Regions from separate parts of the Sus scrofa genome. Here region 2 is linked to region 1. A link is a contact called in public HiChIP or PLAC-seq data. All regions are on one chromosome and are shown on one strand. Each heading gives the region's core, a stretch centred on a gene start, on an enhancer-like site or on the middle of the called end of the contact. The rest is flanking DNA. Distances are from core to core; before and after follow the strand shown.

Region 1 (5,288 bases), core at 1,986-4,485:
CTTGGATCCAGTGTGGCTGTGGCACAGGCCAGCAGCTGCAGCTCTGATTCAACCCCTAGCCTGGGAACTTCCATGTGCCATGGGTGCAGCTCTAAAAAGTAAAATAATAAAATAAATAACATAAAACAACATAAAGTAAAAACCAAAAAAAAAAAGAATGTAGACTTGCTAAAGGTCAAGGAGTCATCAATGGGACTAGTATAATTACCACGTACTGAGCACCTACTATTTGCCAACTACTGCAGTAAGTGTTAAAGAAAATGAGTTGTCTCTGTAATCTTCATATTATCTCTGAAAGGTGGCATTCACTGCCATTTTATATAGGAAGTCAAAACTCAGAGACTTAGTAACTTGCCTAATGTCAAACCAACAACTGAAACCCAGATCAGTTTGCCCACAATTTTCCCCCTATACAAAGGCTACATGATAGTGGGTGAAGGGACCTACAGCAGGTCTAAACAGGCAGGTAGAAATCAGATGTGTAGAAAAGGATAATGGGATGAGAGAAGGACTTTGAAAAGCAAAGTAGGAAGAGGTGTCTAAGAGTCATCCAACAATAGAGGTACAAAATATTACAGAATACTTAAATCGTATGACAAGCTGCTGTAACCTAATCCTGCAGATGGTGTGAGGCCTACACAGAATGATCTCATGTATCCCCAACAGTCTTAAACATTTTCCACAAACGTATTCATTTTCATCAGAGAAATCAAAGTAACACAAAATGTGAATGACGTAAGAGTCCTCAAAGAAGCCTTCATAAACTGTATGTTAAAATAGCCATTAAGGAATCGAGGAACATTAATATCGAAGTTCCTGTCCTTTCAAATACTACATGTTAAAACTAAAAGCAAAAATATTCCACTCACAGAAAGTTACAGAATAAAACATTATCAAAAACAATAGTTTGGCAGAGACCGTTTTCAACCAATGTCAATTTTCCCCCTTTTTAACAGAATGCCGAGTTTCTGGTGGGTATAAGACACATAGCTTTATCTTTCTACCCTCCCTCTGAGGTCAGTATGGCTTAGTGACCTGTATGCTGCTTCCAGATCATACCTCTGTAAAGAACTACACGTGTTCTCCCTGTGCTTTCTCCTTCTCACCGCCTTGCAAGAAAAGTGCCAAGTGGAACACCACCTTGGACCATGTATGGCAGCCATGTATTGAGGGTGTCAGAATCTTCCTACTAGCTCTGGACTCCTTCCTCTTGTATGGGGGTGGAGGGAAACCAAACAAACCTTTTATTTATGCCTTTGCAGTTTGGGCTTTCTTTGTTAGGGGAGAAGAACTTGGCTGACACCACTAACATAAAGAGATAATCCAAAAATGAGGTGCAACAAAAATCTCATAATTCCTCAGCTTCTTCTACCTAATGACTCTGGCTGCACCACACTTTGACCATCTGTAAACATGGCTTCAGATCTAAAGGAAATGTAGATTCAGGCCTAAATACCAACTCTGTCACTTTCTAGCCATGTGCCTCCAGACAAATAACTAAATGCATGTGTAGAGAAGATACTCAAATCAGACAGAATTGTTATGATTTAATACCTGCAAAACCACATTATAAAAATAATCTGGTTGAGCTAACTATATCATACTAGGTGGAAATTCTTTGAATGGCTCCGCATGATTCTGCCCGTCTAATACCCAGAACCTGGGAATGTGAGATTATCACCTTTTTGACTGTGATGGTCTTATTGCACAACTGACCATAAACTAAGAATATCCAGGTGGGCCTAATCTGATTACTTGCGAGTTCAGGGGCAGAAAGCTTTCTCCAGGTGTGGCAGATGATGAGCCCGGGAGAATAAAATCATGAAAAGGATTGGAGGTAATGTTTGGCTTTGAAAACGCAGGTAGTCTTGTGGAACTGAGAGGCCCCAGCTGACAGCCAGTAAGAAAATGGGGACCTCATTCCTGTAACTGCATGGAAGTGAATTCTGCCAACAACTTAAATGACACTAGAGGTGGATTCTCCCCCAGAGCTGCCAGAAAACCCAGACCAACAAACTGATTTCAGCTTTGTGAGATCCTAAGCAGAGTACCCAGCTAAACCTATGCAGAATTCACAGCAATAGAGCTGCTAGTTAATAAATTTGTGTTTACCTGTTAGGTTTGTGATAAATTGTTACAGCAGCAATAGGAAACTAACATATGTAGAAAAGATAAGCTATTCTCCATATACATCCCTGCCAGTTACTAGATTCCAGAAAACTGAGGCTACCACCAATTCCATACTCACCAGTCTTAACTCACCATAAGTGACACAGTAAAAATACAAATTATCAGATTCTTTCATGGAGGATTATTTGTTCTGAATTCTCAATCACCAAGATGAAATAATACAATTCCAAAAAAGCTATAAATGCATTAAGAAAATGATGATGCTGGATTTAATTACAGTGGGCTTCCTGGGAGCAGTAAGATGCAGGCTGAAGTGGAAAAGAGAACCAGGAAAACAAGTAAAATAAATAGATTATCACATACCAGGACACCAAGATGAATTGTTTAGGATTGCCAGGAGCTTGTTGCAACAATTCTGTTTTGAGGTTACAGGGGTTTGAACTGGGCTGGTAACTGTGGGGAGGAAGAAAACAGCTTAACAATTGCAGGGGAAGGGGAATTAACAAAAACTGGTAAAAGAAGGTGGAAGACAACGTCGGGGCTGGGAGGCCCCAAGCCTCAAACTTTTGGGAATCACAGCAAACACACGCAAAAAGTCCGTCTGCCAGAGAGCTGTATAAAAATGACATGATTAACTAAGTTAACAACTAAGACAATGGCATTCCTTTCCATTAGACAGGATCCCGGAAAAAGGTACCTCCCAGTGCCCGGATATCTGGTGCCGGCGCCCAGTCGCAGGGCTACAAGTTCAAAGCTTGGCTCTAGAGACAGGAGTGGAAGGCGACGAGAACTCGGAGACTCCTCCCACCAACGAAAGGGCAGCTCCACACACTCAAGAAACCACCAAGTGAGAGAAATCCAACCAAGCACCACGACGGTCCAGCCTAGTGGCCCAAGTTCGAGGATTCCTCTCTGACTTGGGCAAGCGAGATGCCAGGTGGCAGGACACTCCCGCCGGGTTCTAACACCTCCGTTTCTCTACACTACGCTCCACGCTATCTAACTCTGTTCAAACTACTCCCCACCCCGAAGGGTCAGGGAAGGGAGGGTACGCTGACTCCGCGGGCTGGCTAGTCACTGCCCCGCGAGCTTCGCCTCCTCGTCTGCAGCCTATGGCTGCGCGGATCGGGTCCCTCACTCCTGCTCAGGAGCGAGAATTGGATGGAAAGTCGAGAGGGTCCCGCCCCACGGTCACCGGAGATCGGGGATTGGCTGGAAAGCCGTGTGGGTCCCGCCCTGTACTTGAAGCCAGGGGTGGAGGGGCGGGGAGTGGGAGTAGGGAGGGGGCGAGGGTGGGGGTGGAGCGAGACGGGCCTGCGCGCTGGTGGGACCGGGCCCCGCCTTCCCCGGGCATCTTCGCCGGGGCCTGGATTTTACGCTGCAAGCTTGGGAAAGGCTCGGCGGTGGAGACGGCCGAGACGTAGGGTCTTTACCCATCTAGGCTGCAGTGAACTGCTTGCTGTAGGAGGAGCACAGCGCCTTGTCCGGGACAAGCAGGCCGGCAGCGCTTTGCTCCCTCAGGTACCTAACCCTCTGGAATGGATGCAGGAACTGATGGCCTGTTTTCACCCAAGTTGTGCAACTTGGAGCTCTGTTTCCCTTGCTTTTTTACCCCAGCTTCTGGCTTGCCGGCCGTTCTTACCTCATCCCAGTGTGACGCTTTTTGTAATCCTCAAGCAAGAATTTATACTAGCGCCTTATAAGGGAATCTTACTGTTCACCCGGGTCCTAGGAAGAGAACAGTATCTGCGTAGAATACTTCTTGACCTCGCTTTTCCTGTATCCACTAAGGCTGAAGTTTGCACAGTGTAGAGGTGCTGCCTAAGGTCCTTGACACCCCCAGGGACTCACACAAGCGTGAATTTGATCTGATGTCTTTGAGTATCTCCAAGAAAAGGAGTTTTTAACCAGAGGGAACTAGGAAAGTACTAGGGAGATCAAAATGTAGTTAACTTAGTTTCACATGCAAATCTATCTTACATGTATTTCCTGAAATAAAATATAGTTTTAATTCTTCATTTTAAATACACTTTCATTTTTTTTCTTAAGGCTTCACCTGTGGCATATGGAGCTTTCCAGGCTAGGGGTGGAATGGGAGCTGCGGCTGCCGGCCTACATTACAGGCCAGCAACTGCCAGATCTGAGCCTCATCTGCTACCCATGCAGCAGCTAGCAGCAACGCTGGATCCCTAACAGACTGAGCCAGGCCAGGGATCAAACTGGCATCCTCAAGGAAACTATGTCGGGTTCTTAACCCGCTGAGCCACAATGGGAACTCCACATTTCATTTTTGTGGAAGAAAAGACCAATATTTCACAGTGGCTCTGAATTGGATATTAAAGGTAAATAACTGAGTTTCAAATGAATATGTCATTACAGGTTGCAATCCTTTATCTGTCTTTTCTAACTTCCTTGATAATGAAATCTGACCTGAAAGGAACTGAGACTGTGCATAATTGAATATTCACATGTGGATATGTTATTTTTATTTTATTTTTATTTTTTGTCTTTTTGCTGTTTCTTGGGCCGCTCCCATGGCATATGGAGGTTCCCGGGCTAGGGGTCCAATCGGAGCTGTAGCCACTGGCCTACACCAGAGCCACAGCAACGCGGGATCCGAGCCGCGTCTGCAACCTACACCACAGCTCACGGCAACGCCGGATCGTTAACCCACTGAGCAAGGGTAGGGACCGAACCCGCAACCTCATGGTTCCTAGTCGGATTCGTTAACCACTGCGCCACAACGGGAACTCCAAAAGTTTGTTTTTCTAAACCTGTTCAGTAATTTCATCAAATATTTGACTTGACAGTCACTAACAAGCAGGTGCAATAACTGGTTATAAATCTGAGGAACCAAGTTGGTAAATTTGAATAACTATGTTAAATTCTTCAGCAAACCTTTGGGGCTTCTGAGTTACTCAGATACTCTTTAACTAGGGCTCTCAGTTTGGCCTTTGTCCAGGGAACACAAGAAATTTGGGGGTTTTTTTGGACCCTCGGCAGAGTTAACTTTAAAGGGACAGGTGGCTGCCTTCAGAAAAATGGGGGAGGGGAGGGAGAGGAGTCAGAAGTTTTCTTGTTTTTCTTTCTTTGTCCCCGCCCTCCCAGATCTCTGAAATATTTACATTACATGGTCTTACAAATGACTGCTTTAAAAT
Region 2 (5,288 bases), core at 1,674-4,173, 150 kb after region 1:
ATGATGGTGGTGAGAGAAAACTACTAAAAAAGAAAACTCCATTTTGAGAAGGCAGGCTAACATCTCTGTGTTAGCCTCTATCTATAATACTAAAACAAGTGGAACTCTTCCTAATCTTTATTGTTTTGATGTCTTTACAACAAAACACACTTCCCAACCCCCTCCTATTTGAATATCTATGTGCCAGGTTGTAAATCCCTAGGGACACTTATTTCACATTATCTTTTCATCCTCACAAGGGTTAACTTAAGCCAATGTACTTAATGAAGCATAAAAAAACCAACTGTTTAAAATAATGAGATGTTATTTTCAGGACATCAAAGTTTATTACAACATTAATAAAAATTAGGGTCTGTAGATGTTGGAGAGTTAAAGTGAGTAGAAAGATGAACATTAGAGAAAGGTAAGGACTAGTTTTGTTCTTTTTATTTCACTGTTAACTGGTAATATTTACCTAATCTTACAAATATACTTCTCTCTCCCTACTGTGGGGTAAATGAGATTAAATTGTGTCCAACTAACAAAAAAAAAAAAAAAAAAAGAAGCCTGTGAAAACAAGAGAGCTTTAAAAAGGAAAGGAAGAAGACTAAAAGAGGGCACCTACCTTTCATTTCCCAGCCATGCTCTGCCTTCAAAGCTCAAATCCTAACCAACACTCTTTTGTGATTGCTTCCCCTCAAAATACTTCTAAAACCTGAATACCTAGAGAAAAATGTTTATATAGCATATATTTATTCATATTAACTGCTCAAAGGATGGACTTAAAGTTCTATGTAAGTACGCAATGCCCAGTACTTACTGATTAACTGTTGATGAAGACAGGGCAATAGCATTTTGGCTCCACCATCTAGCTCAAATGCAATCAAATAAAGATTCACGCAGAATATGCAGGTTCTAGATCAGTCCCAAAAAGCATATTTTGGGGTGAGCCTATCAACTAAAATAGTAAAAAAAAAAAAAAAAAATTAGCTTGTTTGGTGGCACATAAAAGTACTAGTATATGGGAGTTAAAATATAAAGATTATCATGAAACACGAAATATATTTATTTTCTTAAATAACAGGTAATTTTTTTTCCCAGGAAGGATCAAGCTAGTATTTGTCCCTTGTGAATGAAGGGAAAAATCTTTATTCTCATACCAGATTTTACTCTACAGCCTGACAATTTCTGCAACACTAAGGAATGTAAACCTTAATTTATTCTAAACCTTAACTACTAAATCTCAACCTAACAAACATAATCTTACTACCACTACACCATCAGAGCAAAAAGCTGTTCTTGGTGTATTATTACCATAGTCTAAATATTTAAGGGGTAGTAAATTACTAAATAAGTGAATAATAAATGCAGTAATAATAAGTTATTTGAAACATAAATTTAAAATCAGCTCAAAGGAAAAAAATCTGAAGTAACGAAAGAAACTGAAAATCTTTCACTGAAAAATAGTTTTTCTGTTGATAAAACTTTCAACACAAAGGAAGAATTAAACTACAGCTTAAAAGCTATAAACGGTTGTCTTTCACGAATTCAAAATAAAGGCAAAAATCAGTAAAAGATAAAATAGTTCCAAATGGTGTTGTTCTAAGCGTAACATACTGAATATTAGACAGTAATCCTACAGAACACGCATTTTGTTAAATAGCCCAAAGAGAAGCCTCACCTACTGTCGGAAAGAAGATACACGAAGATGAATCAAGTTACGAGAAAAGCAACCACACATTGATCAATCAGGGAAAGAAAGTCCTGACCTATATTTCAGAGATTTATCACCTCTCCTTATCTACATCCAACTGTTTTTATTACAAAAACACATGCTGTATCATTCAACTGCAGAGAACGGCACTTGGCCACTTTTATTTTCAAATCTATGTTGTAGTTTCCCTGAAAAGATTCTCAAACTCTATTTTAAAGGATGAAGAAGATTAAAACAAAAAAAAATTTTCTTTGGAACTAGGCAAAATACAATTCCTAGTTTGCAATCGCATTTTCCTGGTTTCTGCCGGGTTAGGTCTGTCTCCCAGCACTCCAGCCCGTCTTTCCCTTCAAAAAGAGACTCAGGCTGACAGAGAAGGTTTGTCCGGCAACAACGATCCCCTCGGCCTGGGCCACGAATAAGTGAGCGAGAGTGAACCTCAAAAAAATGGGAGTAGAGTCGAAGACGCAAACAAGGTAAAAGGGAAAAAAACCGGGTGGAGTAGGGCGAGACCCGCCCCAACTCTCTCCATTCCATCCAAGCCCACTTCTCCTTCACTGGGTGATATAATTAAACCGAAAAGCTAACGAAAATATTAAAATTAAACAAGAACCCTTCGAGAAAGCAAGGAGAGCTTCCTAATCTCCGCCATCCCAGGCCCGAGTCTCTAGCCTAAGCTCTCGGCCCACCCCACCCCCAGGGGTCCCGGCGCCATTTAGCTCCTCCGAAGCCGCCGCCATTTTCCGCCCCCGCCGATTGCTAGCTGTGGCTCGGCGGCCGCTCGCTACCCTGCTCTGTAGCCCACGCCACCGCCGCAGGCCCGGCCCCGAGAGGGAGGCCCTGGCCTGAGCGTGCGGGACGGCAGCTTCAGCGTCACGAAGGCCCATCTCCGACCCCGCCCGCGGTGCCCCGACGCCGGCAGCTGGCGCCGGCCGGCGGGAGCAGGCGGGAAGCAAGGGGGCCGGACAGGCTCCACTGGGCGGAGCGGCCCTAGCGGCGGTTGGGACCTGAAGGTTCCATCGCACTTACTTCCTGTTTTGGGTCCGGGCACTTTGGAAGAACCAGGATGGAGGCTCCAAAAAATACCAGGATGGAGGAAGCAGCCACGGGCAAGAGTGGCTGCAGCTGGAGTGAGCGAGCGCTACGAGCCACCGGAAACGGAGCTACGGCCGCGCCACTCCCCCAGCCCCCGCACGCTCCCCCGCCCGGCCTCCTCTCTCTAGGGGCGGCTCTGCGCGCCTGACGCTTACGTCACTTCCGGCCAAGTTGGAGCGCGAAAAAGATTCCTGGTCATTGGAGCTTCAGTCCCCGTCTGAATGGGATTTGTTTATGGTCTGCTGTTTTCCTCTTCTCTTAGGAAATCTCGGTACTGATCATGCCGTTGCTAATACTATGAAGGAGAGCCTTTTTGGGCGCAACTGTGGTCGTCCTAGCTCAGGGCCGGTTGGGTCCCGCCAGCTGATTTTCTTTATTACCTTGGGGCTCTTGGCTGAGGGAGCCGCGGTGTGGAACGTCTTTCGAGCCGGGTCTGAGTGCAGATAGAAGCTAAGAATTGTGTGTCTGGGTTTTCTCACTTGGTCAGCCTTGCTGTAGGCGCGTAGACGTGTTACCTATTGGTCATGTGATGCAATTCTGGGTGAAATGTATCTTCTCTGAGCTTAGGAAGATGCTATTTTGTAGCGCACGGCAGGCCTTGTAAAGCACTGCTTTTTTGCTCTGGCTGCGCTTCAGTTACCTGGAGAGCTTTCCAGGCAAAACCGATACTCGGCCCCACCCCTAGGGAGTTTTTAAGCCTCCGGAGAACCCCTGCAAAGATTTTTGTTTTGAAAGAGTTCGGAAGGTTTAGTGGTCAGAACCCTGTTACAACTCTTTATGATTCTGACCTCAGTTTACTTGTTTTTAAACGTGGTTTATTTTACGCTGCTTCTCTTTCGCTACTGGGATGTCAGGAGTTTAAAAATTACAGTTGACACATGTTCTTGCATCCTACAACTGTGTGTAGGCTCACAATACATTGTCGCAATGGGAATGAATTCAGCATCAGTCGTAAAGGTCAAAAGAAGGCAACATGGGAATATGCACATCTTGGATGTTAATAATGCCTAGTGATTTCCTCTGTTTTGGCTTTTTTAAAAAAATTGTGTTATGCAACCTTGATTTCTTTCGAATTCAAAATGTAGCTGACTTTGTGGAAGTGACATTAATTCATCGAAGAAAGGGGAAGACAAGCAAACGGCACAATATTTGTTTAGATTTTAAGCCGAATGTATATAGTTTTCACCAGTAGTACATATTACCTGTTCTTCGGGGTAATTTTCTCACTGATAAATGTTGCATTTCACAAAAAGGAATGTAAAATGAGATAACATCGCACACCATTTAGAATAGCCAAAATTCACAACACTCACTGCACCAAGTGCAGATGAGGCTGTGGAACAATAGGAACTCTCATTCGTTGATAAAGGGACTGCACAATGGCATGGACACTTTGGAAGACAGTTTGCTGGTTTCTTCTAGAAGCAAGCATATTCTTGCCATATGATCCATTAATTGCTCCTTGATATTCGCCCCAAATAGTTGAAACCTTACTTCCATGTAAAAACCTGCACACATATTTATAGAAACTTCATTATAATTGCTAAAACTTAGAAGCAACCAAGGTGTGTATCTATTACTAAATGGATAAACTGTGATACATCCATACAATGTAATATTCAGTGGTAAAAAGAAGTGAGCCGTCATTGAGCCATGAAAAGACAGGGAGGACCCTTAAATGCATACAACTAAGAGAAAGGACTTAATCAGAAAAGGTACATTCTGAATTATTTCAACTGACATTCTGGAAAGGGCAAAACTATGGAGAGAGTAAGAAAAAACAAAAACAACAACAACAACAAAACAAAATTAAAAAACAGTAGTTGCCAGAGTCTGAGGCCAGAGGAAGAGAAATAGGTGGAGCATAGAGGATTTTTAAAGACAGCAAGAAACAATTTTGCATAATGCTGTAAAGATGATACAAGGCATACATTTATTGAAACCCATAGACTGTACGACATGGACAGTAAACTAATATGACCTATAGACTGGTTGTCAGTGATGTGTCACTGTTGGTTCCTCATTTGCAGTAAATGTACCACTCTGGTAGGGGATGCTGATGACAGGGAAGGCTATGCATGTGTAGGGCAAGGGATTTATAGGCATTTGTTAGTTATGATTAACTTTGTTGGACTCCGGGTTTTTTATAACACTTTCATGAACCCCATCAGCAACAGAATATTGATGAAATGACCTTTCTTTTATAAAAAGTTGATATGTTAATATAAAAGTGTTTCAAATACCTAGAGGCATGTTCTCTTGTTTCATGATTGTGTCATGTCCTGGATGTCATGATTCAGAAAAAGAGACGTTTGCAAGGATTTTTGTCCAAAGTAAATGAAAAATATAATTACTGAGTAGTCTTTTCATTCTACACAATCTGAGTCCTATCAATACAGCTGATGGGTATACATTGGAAAGTCTTCCAGAATTCCTAAGAGCTGATGGGTATTCCTGTGCTAACAGAAGAATGAGCAAGTTGTTCTTAGTTAAGCTCACA

The links. HiChIP or PLAC-seq counts read pairs in DNA pulled down with a chosen protein or histone mark.
Region 2: an H3K27ac HiChIP or PLAC-seq map of skeletal muscle shows a contact between it and region 1. The contact joins the promoter of DMTF1 here to the promoter of CROT in region 1. A contact is called at or near these places in 3 of 47 Hi-C or Micro-C datasets (heart right ventricle, mesenteric adipose tissue and subcutaneous adipose tissue) and 2 of 2 datasets of contacts at active chromatin or transcription factors (alveolar macrophages and skeletal muscle).

What each region holds. Positions count from the first base shown.
Region 1 is chr9:93,304,915-93,310,202 of Sscrofa11.1, forward strand. CROT (carnitine O-octanoyltransferase) reads right to left here and starts at 3,236. Exons shown (of 18, transcript NM_001243217.1): 1 at 2,828-3,236; 2 at 2,494-2,583.
Region 2 is chr9:93,460,206-93,465,493 of Sscrofa11.1, forward strand. DMTF1 (cyclin-D-binding Myb-like transcription factor 1) reads right to left here and starts at 2,924. Exons shown (of 17, transcript XM_021063471.1): 1 at 2,723-2,924. LOC102166910 (a long non-coding RNA gene) reads left to right here and starts at 2,943. Exons shown (of 3, transcript XR_001304172.2): 1 at 2,943-3,059.